3 separate regions of the Pan troglodytes genome follow, and regions 1 and 3 are each linked to region 2. The links are chromatin contacts, called in public Hi-C maps. All regions are on one chromosome and are shown on one strand. Each heading gives the region's core, a stretch centred on a gene start, on an enhancer-like site or on the middle of the called end of the contact. The rest is flanking DNA. Distances are from core to core; before and after follow the strand shown. Region 1 has its middle 130 kb from the start of TMEM161B. Region 2 overlaps LOC112209211. Region 3 overlaps LOC107974628 (a long non-coding RNA gene).

Region 1 (3,281 bases), core at 447-2,946, 530 kb before region 2:
CTCCTGCCTCAGCCTCCCGAGTAACTGGGATTATAGGCGCCTGCCACCGCCCCTGGCTAACTTTTGTACTTTTAGTAGAGACGGGTTTCACCATCTTGGCCAGGCTGGTCTCGAATTCCTGACCTCATAATCCACCCTCCTCGGCCTCCCAAAGTGCTGGGATTACAGGCGTGAGTCACCGCGCCCGGCCAATATCACATGTATTCTTTTGCAATTTGCTTTTTTTCATCCAACATTGCTTTTAAGATAGTCAATTCATAAAGAGTATTTCACTGTAGGGATATGCCAATACATTAATTCACTGCACTTTTGACAGATATTTAAGCTGTTTCCATGCTCCATGTTACACTGTGCCATATTTATCTGTTATTATATCTCTTCTTCTTGCAAGACAATGAGCAATTCCAGAACAGAAAGCATCCAGAATTCCTATCCCTTTCCCTAATTTCCGGTACACCTGCAAATCACTGCCTGCGTAATGTGTTTCGCATGGAAAAAGATGCTGTGTACCTGGCACACAATAAGCACCACTCCATAAAAATGTGTTGAAAGAATAAAAGCTGACAAAATGTTATTTTAAATCTTGCGGTCTCTACTCACTTCTCTGCGGTGTAAGATTTAAGGGGGAACTGACTCAATTCTCACTAAAAAGTCCCTTAGTATTCCAGTGTGGACGTAGAGAGATCTATGAAACAAGGTCACTTCACAATTCTCTTGCTTTCGCGTTAGAGGATCTCAAAGCACTACACAAACCGCGATTTTCTCCAGTGATTTTTCCTCTCAATGTGCCTCAAGGTCAGTTCAGAGCAGTATTCAAAGCTTGAATACTCTTCACCAGCAGCTGTAAAGGGCCGGAAAACCAGAGTCTGGATGTAAATAACAGTAACAAACTATTCCCGGATCTTGTTTTTTTTTTCTTTTCATGGGTCCCCATTTGCGCTCTTAGTCGGCTTACCCGTCCTGTTCCAGGAGCCGACAGGGAACAGCCCACCTGGAGCAGGTCTTGGGCCACCACTCGCCCCGCCCCCCGTCTCCAGTCCTCACTCGCTCTCCCCGCTCCTATTAAGCAGCTAACGCTGGGTGATCTCCTCTCCAGTTCTTCGTGGTTTCATTGTAGCCTTGATATACAAGACAAATGCACACTTTACTCTGGGCTTAAAAAACCATCTATCATCATCCTTTGGGCATGACAAATACATTGTGTGTTTCAGAGAAATTAATCTGGTATTTAGGGGGAGAAAGGCATTTCCAACCAGTCTCCGTGCAGAACCTTCCCGCAAACCCTGTAGCGGCATTTTTCGACACTTTTCTCCTCCTTTCGGCAAGTCTCAAACTTGACCTTCGAGAGGATTTTAAGGGTAGAGCCTTCCTCCCTTTCCCTCGTCTGCTCCAAGAGCGCACGTAGGCCTTCTTCTGGGAAACAGCTGCTCAGGACCAGAGCTCGGAGAACTGCACTTCCAGGAGCGCGGGCGCGGCCGGGGAAAAGGGAGGAGGCGGCAGGAGGGGGCAGGAGGTGGAGGGAGGAGGAGGATCGGTCTGAATATGCATGAGGCACCCAGCACTGCCCTCTTCCCCGGCAGCTGCTCGGGCGGGGGCGAAGGAGGGAAGGGGAGGGGAGGGAAGGAAATGAGGCTGGGGCGGGGTGGCCAGAGCAGCCGCAGAGGCTGACGCGGGTTTGGAGAACGGAAGAGATGATTTGCATGGCGCCTGGTGATTGGCTGATGGCCGGGGGCTGGGTCTGAGAGGCGGCCCCTGAATGGTTTAACGGAGGAAATTACAAGATTCATTCGGCTAAAGAAAGCCGGGGCGGGCCTGGTCGGCGCAATATGCAGCCTGTCCGCAAGGGGGCGCGATGGCCTATCTTTGTTCTGGTTAAAGGCTCCTTTTCCCTCCTCCCCCGCCCCCGCCCCCGCCCCCACCCCCCACACACAGACACACACGCAGAAAGTGCAGAGAAACCCTGTGATCCAGTCAACTGGCTCTGCCCCGTCTATTAAGAAAGATGAACACTCCTTTCTCTTCCATCTCCTTCATGGGAGACCACTTTTCATTTCAGATTATCACATCAATAAATATTCTTCGAGGAATAAAAAAGGCACTTTGCCAAAAGATAAGAGAATATATAAGAAATATCTGGATTGTGGAGAAAGACAATACATGAAGGCAGGAGAATAGGCACATATATGTAAATATGCACATAATCACCTCCGAGAACGCAAAGCACGGGAGGTAGAGACAAACAGAACACCTGGAGAGAACACATATCGCTCACAAGGTTCTCACAGGCTGTGCACGCTCTTCCACACACCGAGGCACACACCCACTGACCGGCACGCAGTCTCCCCCTCCACACACACACACACACACACACACAGAGAGAGAGAGAGAGAGAGAGACGGACCTCAGAAAAGGCATCCAAATGAATTCACACTCAGTGGAAAGACTGCCGAGAAAATACTAGAGAAGAATTAAAATGGTTCATCCCCTCCCCCTCCAAAAAAAAAATACTCAAGCGAAATGACTCTATTTGCATAATACTAATATACGCAGGACGCAGACACGGGCAAGAAAAAAAAAGGCTCCATTTGATGCACACCAGAGAATGGGTGTATACACACACACACACAAACACGCACACACACGCACGCGCGCCTGCGGGCGGGACACACCCACAGCCTATGTCCTCCGCCCACGGGCACGGGCAGAGCACCGATGCATCAATAGCGCTCAGTACAGTTGTCCAGAAAACACCAATGCGAGAAAAACGAAAGAAACCCACCCTATTCAGCCAAGGAAGCACCACTGGGGAACCTAGGTTTTCTAAACACACACGCATACACAACAGGCACACACACACACCCTTGTTAAACAAGAGAGTTGAGTTCAAAGATATAATAGATGCACAATGGATAACTGAGTGCTGGAGAATGTCATCCGCTTAAACAATACTTTGAAATTGTTTCAGCCTGAAGACAGCTTTCTGGGTTGCTCCCTGAAAAATCATACCTAAGAAAAATAAAATCTTCTCATTGATCCTGCTTTCCTTTTACTTTCTTTTTTCTTCTTTTCTTTTTATTTTTCAATGACCGAATAGAGGGAGAATTCCCTTTCCTCCAAAGGAGGGTAGCCCTGTTTTTGTTTTTCGAGTCCATGAGCTTACTGTTCATTTCCTAGTGAAGAAGGTGCCAGGGAGCGGTCCTCGGCAGCCTCCCAGCCAGACAGCGCCACAAAAAGGCATTATTACACATCCCAAATAACAAGGGTTGTCTATATATTTACAA
Region 2 (3,345 bases), core at 91-2,590:
CTACTCCATTAGAAAGATGCAAATAGTTTACTGTAAGGCCACAGCACCGTGAGATGTGCATTCATATCTATGGCTCCTGATTGGCTCTTTCCTCCAGTAAATCAATGAATAATGTAAAACCTGATTGCTGTAAAGTGGTGGATTTTTGAAAAATTCCCTTCCCCCATTCCCTCTCGATCCAACATTCAGGAATTCAATACTCCCCAAAATAGGTTGTTTTTCTTTTATGATTTTTTTATGCTTATTGTTATTTTGGACTGGAGGGGTGGGGCTATTGGTTTTGCAAAATGAAAGTATTGCCCTGGTTTAATTATGCTGACTGTGGGAGCTCGCTTCCTGAGACAGCGCCCTAATTACCGGTGCCAAGGTGGAGAAAGGAGGGTGGTAGACAGAGGTGGACACCAAGAAAGGGAGGAAACGGAACCCGACTCTGCGGTGCTGGGCCCAAGGCAGCCACAGCTCCAAAGGGGCCCCCGGCCGTGGCCGTGACTTGACAGAGCCTCCGGTCTAACTTCTGATCAATTCCACTGCTCTCCTGACCCCTCAAGACAGTCCCCCATTCAAGCACCGCGGGTACATTTGCAAGATAAAACGCCGCAGACACTAATGCAAATACATTGCCCGAGTTCCCATCACCCTGGGTTCCTGCAGATAATTCCAGGCCACAGAAAGGAGTTCTTGCCTTCCTCAGCCGGGTCTAGACTCTAAGCAAACCGCAAAGACCTAGCTCCGTTTGGATACCAGAAGCGTCTTAAGCTGAACCGCTCCAAGTACCAATAACTAACCATGATGGTTGCATCTTGATGAATCTGAACTTGGGATAACCCTGTAAAGCGGCCTCTCACCTCCCAAAATTCAAAAGGCAAAGAGAAAAGGGAAGTGGAAAGCCACCAGATCTACTTAGCTACTGTACTAAGTTTTCCACCAAAATCTAATCAGACCCTCGCTTCCTTGCCAGGTAATTGCAACTTTGGGGCGGTTAAAGGGAGGCGAATTATTCAAAATGCGAATTCGAATACAGAAGTGCAAAATACAAGTGCATTTTGCTCTAGGTTTAAAAGGGAAAAGCCCCCCCAAACACACCACCACCACCACCACCACAAAATTACATACAAAAATTCCCTTTTCCAACGCGAAGATTTCCTGGCATCTCTCTGCGATTGGGGGTCAAGCCGCTGGATAATTAACAGTACTGGCTAAGAAAACTCACGAGATCAACAGGTTTAACATCCGAGGCACACAATCAATTAGCTGAAGCAAAGCCCCGGACTGGCCCTCGGAGCGGCCCGCAGCGGGACTCTGCGGGCACCGGCTAGCGGGCGAGGTGAGGAGTGCGAGCGCGGGGCCGCGGCGGGCACTGCTGGCCTCGCGCCGCGGGCGAGCTGCAGCCTGAGGGCCGCCACGATACTCACTTGATCTCCCTGCGCCAGGCAATGCTGCCCCCCAAATCCAGCTGGGCAGGAACCGAGGCGCCGGCTGAAAGACAAGATCCAGAGTCACAGCACGGCCGCAGCACACAAACAGGCTTCTTTCGGCGTCTCCAAAAAAAAAAAAAAAAATGTTTTTCTCATCATTCCTCTCCTCTGCTCAACACATTTAATACTGCCGCTCAATTCCACATGGTGATTCTTGGTTGATTGCGTCTAAAATAGTTTAAATGGGTCTTCCCTTCTGGGGAGAGGGAGAAGGGCGCAAAAGACCAAGGAGTAAAAAAAAAGCCAACTTTTACCCCCCATACCAGGCACTTGCTCCCTGAGCCTCGGAGTGGAGAGTGAAGTGGTGTGTGCGAGGCTTGGCAAGTTTTTGGGGGGGCTGTCCAAGGTCTAGTCCAGCCCCCTCTGCCGAGGAGGACGTGCTCTGAAACTCAACCAATTTCCCCACTGCTTTTGTTACTGATGAACTGAAGCCCTATTGTTCATCCATTGCCACGGTCTTTTTCAGTCCCCACACTACGTTCTGCGTTGCCAGAGATAATGAATTTGCACCCAAACCTCTCATAGTCCCCTCCTGACAGACGGAACAAATTAGAAATGTCTCGTCTGAAGGAAGGCAATGGCTACATTTTCCTATTGTAGGATGCAAAGCACACATTTCTTTGGAAACTTCTTTTGCTTTTTTCTTTTTTTTAAATCCTTTTCTTCTCTTTTTCTTTTTTCCTCCAGTTTTTTTTTTCTCTCTTGGTTTCTTAAGATTCTTCTTCTTTTTTTTTTTTATTACAGAATCTCCCTGTCGTTTTTCCAATGCACTGTTTTATGTAACTTGTGAGTCTTCCTAACCTTCTTCCCCTTCTTTCCTCTCCTTTCTTAAGGACTCCCTTTGCAATTTTATTTACAAACTTGGAGAATGACCTTTTGACTCGCAGACTTTTTTTTTTTTAAAGGTCTTTTGGTTCAAGTCCCCCTTCTTCACTCCTCCCCGTTTGTGTCGTGGTTGTTAAATGTGTTTGGCTAAAGACAAGCAATGCATTCTAAAGAATTTTATTCTCTAAACTCTAGAGGTATTCTAAATGTACCAGGGACGCGCCATAGGGGTTATCTATTTGAGGAGGAAGAAAAAGCGGGTGTGTGTGTGTGTGTGTGCGCGCGCGCGCGCGTCTGTCTTCCACGGAAAGAGAGACGGAGAGATGTGGGAGGGTGGGGGTGGAAGTATGCAGACAGAGAAGGGTGGGGGCTTCGAGGGGAAGGTGGGCTTCCTGCAACACAAGCGGAGAGGCTGTCAGGGGTGTGGGCGCGGGGGTGCGGGGAGGCGGTGCAGGAATCCGTCCCGCCGAGTGCCGTCGGCCCCTGTGGGCCTGTTTGCGCGCCTGGGGCTGGCCGCATCCTGGGCGCGGGTGTCTGCGTGCCAGGGTGGTAGTTCCGAGCCTGCGCGCGTGCGACCGGGTACGGGAGGGGGAAGAGTGCCGTAAAAATTCAGACGAGTGGCCCGTATGTAAATGCAGCCCGCGGGGAGCAGGGAGGCGGTAATGAGAGCCGCTGGCGCTCAGCCCCGCCGGCGGCCCCTAGCTTTCCCGCCAAGTGCAGCCGGAGGACAGACAGCCATGCGTGTCCTTGGCGGGAGAGCCCCCACCCGCCGCGCGCGCCCGACCCCCGCGCACACGCACACACCCCTCGCAGGCGTGGGGCCCAGTGGCCACGAGCATGTCAGGAAAACAAAGCTGGGGCTGCGAGGTGGAACGATGAAACGGCACACTTGGCGGCCGAGGGCAGAGCGGAGAAGTCGCCACCACAGCCACCGGCGCCCCTTTCTTGCCTGCTCGTAGCTCTGCCCTCCGGCCCAGAAGAGGCCGAGGACCATTTCTTAGCTGCCCCAGAGAAGGTGGCGAGCAGAGGAGGGGGCGGATGTGCA
Region 3 (3,242 bases), core at 26-2,525, 730 kb before region 2:
AAAAATTAGAAGATCCATAACACTTTGTGATCCCTTTCCAATACACTGTATAATCAAAAGATCAGATTTATCTTGAAACAAGAAAGAGAATGTGTTTCTCATTAAAAGAAAAACAAAAACTGCAGTTTCACTCTATATCTTCCATAAAGAATGGATTTTCCTGTATCGATATCACTACAGTTTTTAAATTTCATTCTTATTTATGCTCTAATTAATCAAGATAACATAACCCATCCTAAAGTTAAGCTTTATCTAGGCAACTTTTCTAATGTTTTCATTAACTTTCTTTAAATTGCCAGCATGGTGAAGATGTAATGTGTCACCTAGGCCCTTGTCTTTATTTCAGTCTGTAGTGGTGGAAGCCACAAAACTTATACACCATATTATCCACTGCAATGAGAATACAGCTAGCCCCAAATCAAATGCTTTTCTTTCCTCAAAGCCTCAACAATGTTGCCCTCCCCCCCTATAAATTAGCAGTGTTTAGAAGGAGACTTGTGCACATTCTATAGATTATTTTAAGGAAAAGCTCTGTCATCCATAATACATTTGGACTTCTTTCTAGTTGAAGATTTATAATTTTTTTATTGATGGGTTATGAATATTGACACAGGAGATATTCATTGTTTATTGAAGGCTTGTTTACATAAAAGATCTTCACAGGCTACCCCCTAAGTCTAGAGGTCCTAAACCAGTGTCAGGGAGCTGTCTGGGTATTTTTTCCCACGTATTGCACTGCCATTCTACCAACAATAGAGGCCCATTAACGTTTGGCCCTTCAAGTTACTGCAGCCCAAGCCTCAGTGGCAGGACGTCTGCCCAATATGTAAAATAACGGAATGAATGGATTCCTTGGAAACAATGATAACAAGACCTGGCTGAGCTAACTGTGACAGCATGTGGTAATTTTCCAGCCCGCTGGCCCTGTAAAGGAAACTGGAACACAAAGCATAGACTGCGGGGCGGGCCAGCCTGAATAGCTGCAAACAAGTGCAGAATATCTGATGATGTCATACGCACAGTTTGACAGATGGGGCTGGACAATTTTTCCCCCTTTAAACGTGTTCTTAACTATTTGTATTCCACTGGCTTCTCACTTGGGAAGTTCAATCCTGTAATCACCTGCTTGAAAGACTAAACAAACCTTAACTGTCATGTGCTTGATTCAAGTACCACCAGTTTTATGAAGAAAAATGATATCCATTATTAGTGGCTGAATGCTGAGGGGAGCAGTGGGGGAGAGGGTGTTGCTGTGGATTAATGCATCATCTCTGCTTTCAGCTGTGGGCCAGGTTTTGAGTCTAGCTCTGACTGAATCCTGCCATACACTTTGAATAGCATAATGAAGTATTGTTATTGCCTCAGTCTAGTCATTACATCAGGGAAACAGACATCTAAAGTTATCAAAACTGATTACTAGCTGAGCTTTTGTGTCCATAAAATAAATGCATTAAAAAGAAGGCTTTTTTTTGTTGTTGTTCTTATGGGTGTTCTATCAAGGTTGGATGTTTTCGTGTTTATAGCATTATGTGTCACTGTGTGTAAGTTGGTGTTAGGGTATATCTGTAGTCAGTACTCTCCCAAAACATGCCCATATGTGGATCTGCATGCGTGTGTGTTTAAGCTGGTGCATGGGAGACAGAGAAAATGAAGATTGACAACATTTATAAAAATGAGACACAACTCAATTAAAATTCACCGAAAATAGTAAATGAACCAGAGTACTCAGTTTAATTGTAATGACACAAGACTGTCTTTTTCTACCCTTCAAATAAGTAGCTGCTTTGGATCTCACATGTCTTCACCATTTTATTCATTTGGTTCTTTTTATTTACTTTTCAAGGAATTTATGTAAATATATGTAGGCTACAAAATAGGTCTCAGATACAGCCTGATTCTGTAATCTTTTCATCAAATAGCTAACCAAAGAGAGATAGCCAAAGGATTCTGTTTATGGAGAAGTGATATCTGTTCCACAGAAAAGCATGGCACACTGCCTAGCCTATAGACACAAGAATAATAGAAATAGCATAAAATTAAAAATTAATGATTAGGTTTTACAAAATATCTTTTCAACTAGGAGAGCACCACACCCTAAACTATGGTCTTTAGCTTCTCCCAGATTATAGAAGGTTTACAGAAGCTATCCCAAACTTACCTTCCCCTGTCTTAAGTAACATAGTTGTTGGGTAGGAAAATAAAAAGGTGATACATGTAAGCAAAGGGAATTCTCACTTTCACCCTTGAAGAATCACTACGCTCCGCTTACCTCTACCCACAACCTCCACCAACATCTTTTAGATGTGAAAAGAAAAACATATCCCTGATATTATCTACCATTTACCAGTTCACCTAGACATAATCAAACTATGCTTTGGTCGTCTTTCATGCATTCATTCAATGATGAGTGCCTGCTATGGGCACGACACTGAGCTATATCTTTATTCTTTGCAAAGACTCCAACTGGGATTGTGTTATCTCTTTAAATTCAGTGTAGGAGAATTATTTGCACATTGCACATTTGCACCAGTAGCTGCTTCTCAACAGAGGAGTTGTGGTTCACAAGGAGCCAAAATCATCTATTCTTAGATTATGCCTAAATTTGAGGGCCTTGCAGCTACTATAACCTGTAATGAATGAGAAGCTCATCACAGGGCACGTTGTTTATGAGAGGAGTTTTTTCCTGCTTCCCACATTTTCTGCTAACTAGCACCAAGGGCATCCTTCTACACGTTTACACCAGATGGAGGTTCCCAACTGTTACTGAAGGTCAAATTGTTTTATTAGTAGCTGTGGTGCTTTCATCTCGAGAGGAGGTTAAGAAGGTGAGAGGAATGAAAAAAAAAAAAAGGTGGGGATAGGTAACAAGAGTTTTCAATGATCACATGTCATAATCTGAAACTATCCACAAGCTGTTCTTTGAGACTTGCTTCAGATCCCTCTATGTCAGCAGCCTAGGTGGGGCATTGTTAGAAGGCTTTGAGAGGATAGCCAAGGACTTTAGTTGAGGAACAGTGTGATACTAGGTAGGAAGGAAAGACAAAATCTCAAGTTCCCACTGCTAACAATGAGTTAAAAGTGTGTTAGCACATTACCTTTTTCAAGTCCTCATCTGACCAAAAAACCAAACTACCGAGGTTAATAAAAATAATAGCAGCTAGAATAAGAATAATTATAATATTTTATAATGACTACAACCTAACAGAACTTTTGAAAGAAATTGATAGATGATGTTTCCACAC

Evidence for each region. Hi-C and Micro-C count contacts between places; a contact is called where the count stands out from the background.
Region 1: a contact with region 2 is called in a Hi-C map of stem cell-derived neural progenitor cells, with 12 times the contacts expected there. The contact joins two enhancer-like sites. A contact is called at or near these places in 5 of 7 Hi-C or Micro-C datasets (induced pluripotent stem cells, a lymphoblastoid cell line, lymphocytes and 1 more), 1 of 1 datasets of contacts at active chromatin or transcription factors (stem cell-derived excitatory neurons) and 1 of 1 other capture datasets (stem cell-derived neural stem cells).
Region 3: a Hi-C map of stem cell-derived neural progenitor cells shows a contact between it and region 2, with 4 times the contacts expected there. The contact joins two enhancer-like sites. A contact is called at or near these places in 1 of 7 Hi-C or Micro-C datasets (stem cell-derived neural progenitor cells) and 1 of 1 datasets of contacts at active chromatin or transcription factors (stem cell-derived excitatory neurons).

What each region holds. Positions count from the first base shown.
Region 1 is chr4:28,008,231-28,011,511 of NHGRI_mPanTro3-v2.0_pri, reverse strand. No RefSeq gene overlaps it. Among named protein-coding and RNA genes, the nearest start is that of TMEM161B, 130 kb to the right of the region's middle. Within about 2 kb of position 1,696, at least 16 of the 24 cell types and tissues checked have an H3K27ac peak or open chromatin away from gene starts, as enhancers often do. A contact at or near this core is called in stem cell-derived neural progenitor cells, where this site is marked.
Region 2 is chr4:27,474,551-27,477,895 of NHGRI_mPanTro3-v2.0_pri, reverse strand. LOC112209211 reads right to left here. Exons shown (of 5, transcript XR_008547911.2): 3 at 1,413-1,476. Among named protein-coding and RNA genes, the nearest start is that of MIR9-2, 6.3 kb to the left of the region's middle. Within about 2 kb of position 1,340, at least 15 of the 24 cell types and tissues checked have an H3K27ac peak or open chromatin away from gene starts, as enhancers often do. A contact at or near this core is called in stem cell-derived neural progenitor cells, where this site is marked.
Region 3 is chr4:28,204,689-28,207,930 of NHGRI_mPanTro3-v2.0_pri, reverse strand. All of the region lies in intron 2 of LOC107974628 (a long non-coding RNA gene), which reads right to left. Among named protein-coding and RNA genes, the nearest start is that of TMEM161B, 330 kb to the right of the region's middle. Within about 2 kb of position 1,275, at least 12 of the 24 cell types and tissues checked have an H3K27ac peak or open chromatin away from gene starts, as enhancers often do. A contact at or near this core is called in stem cell-derived neural progenitor cells, where this site is marked.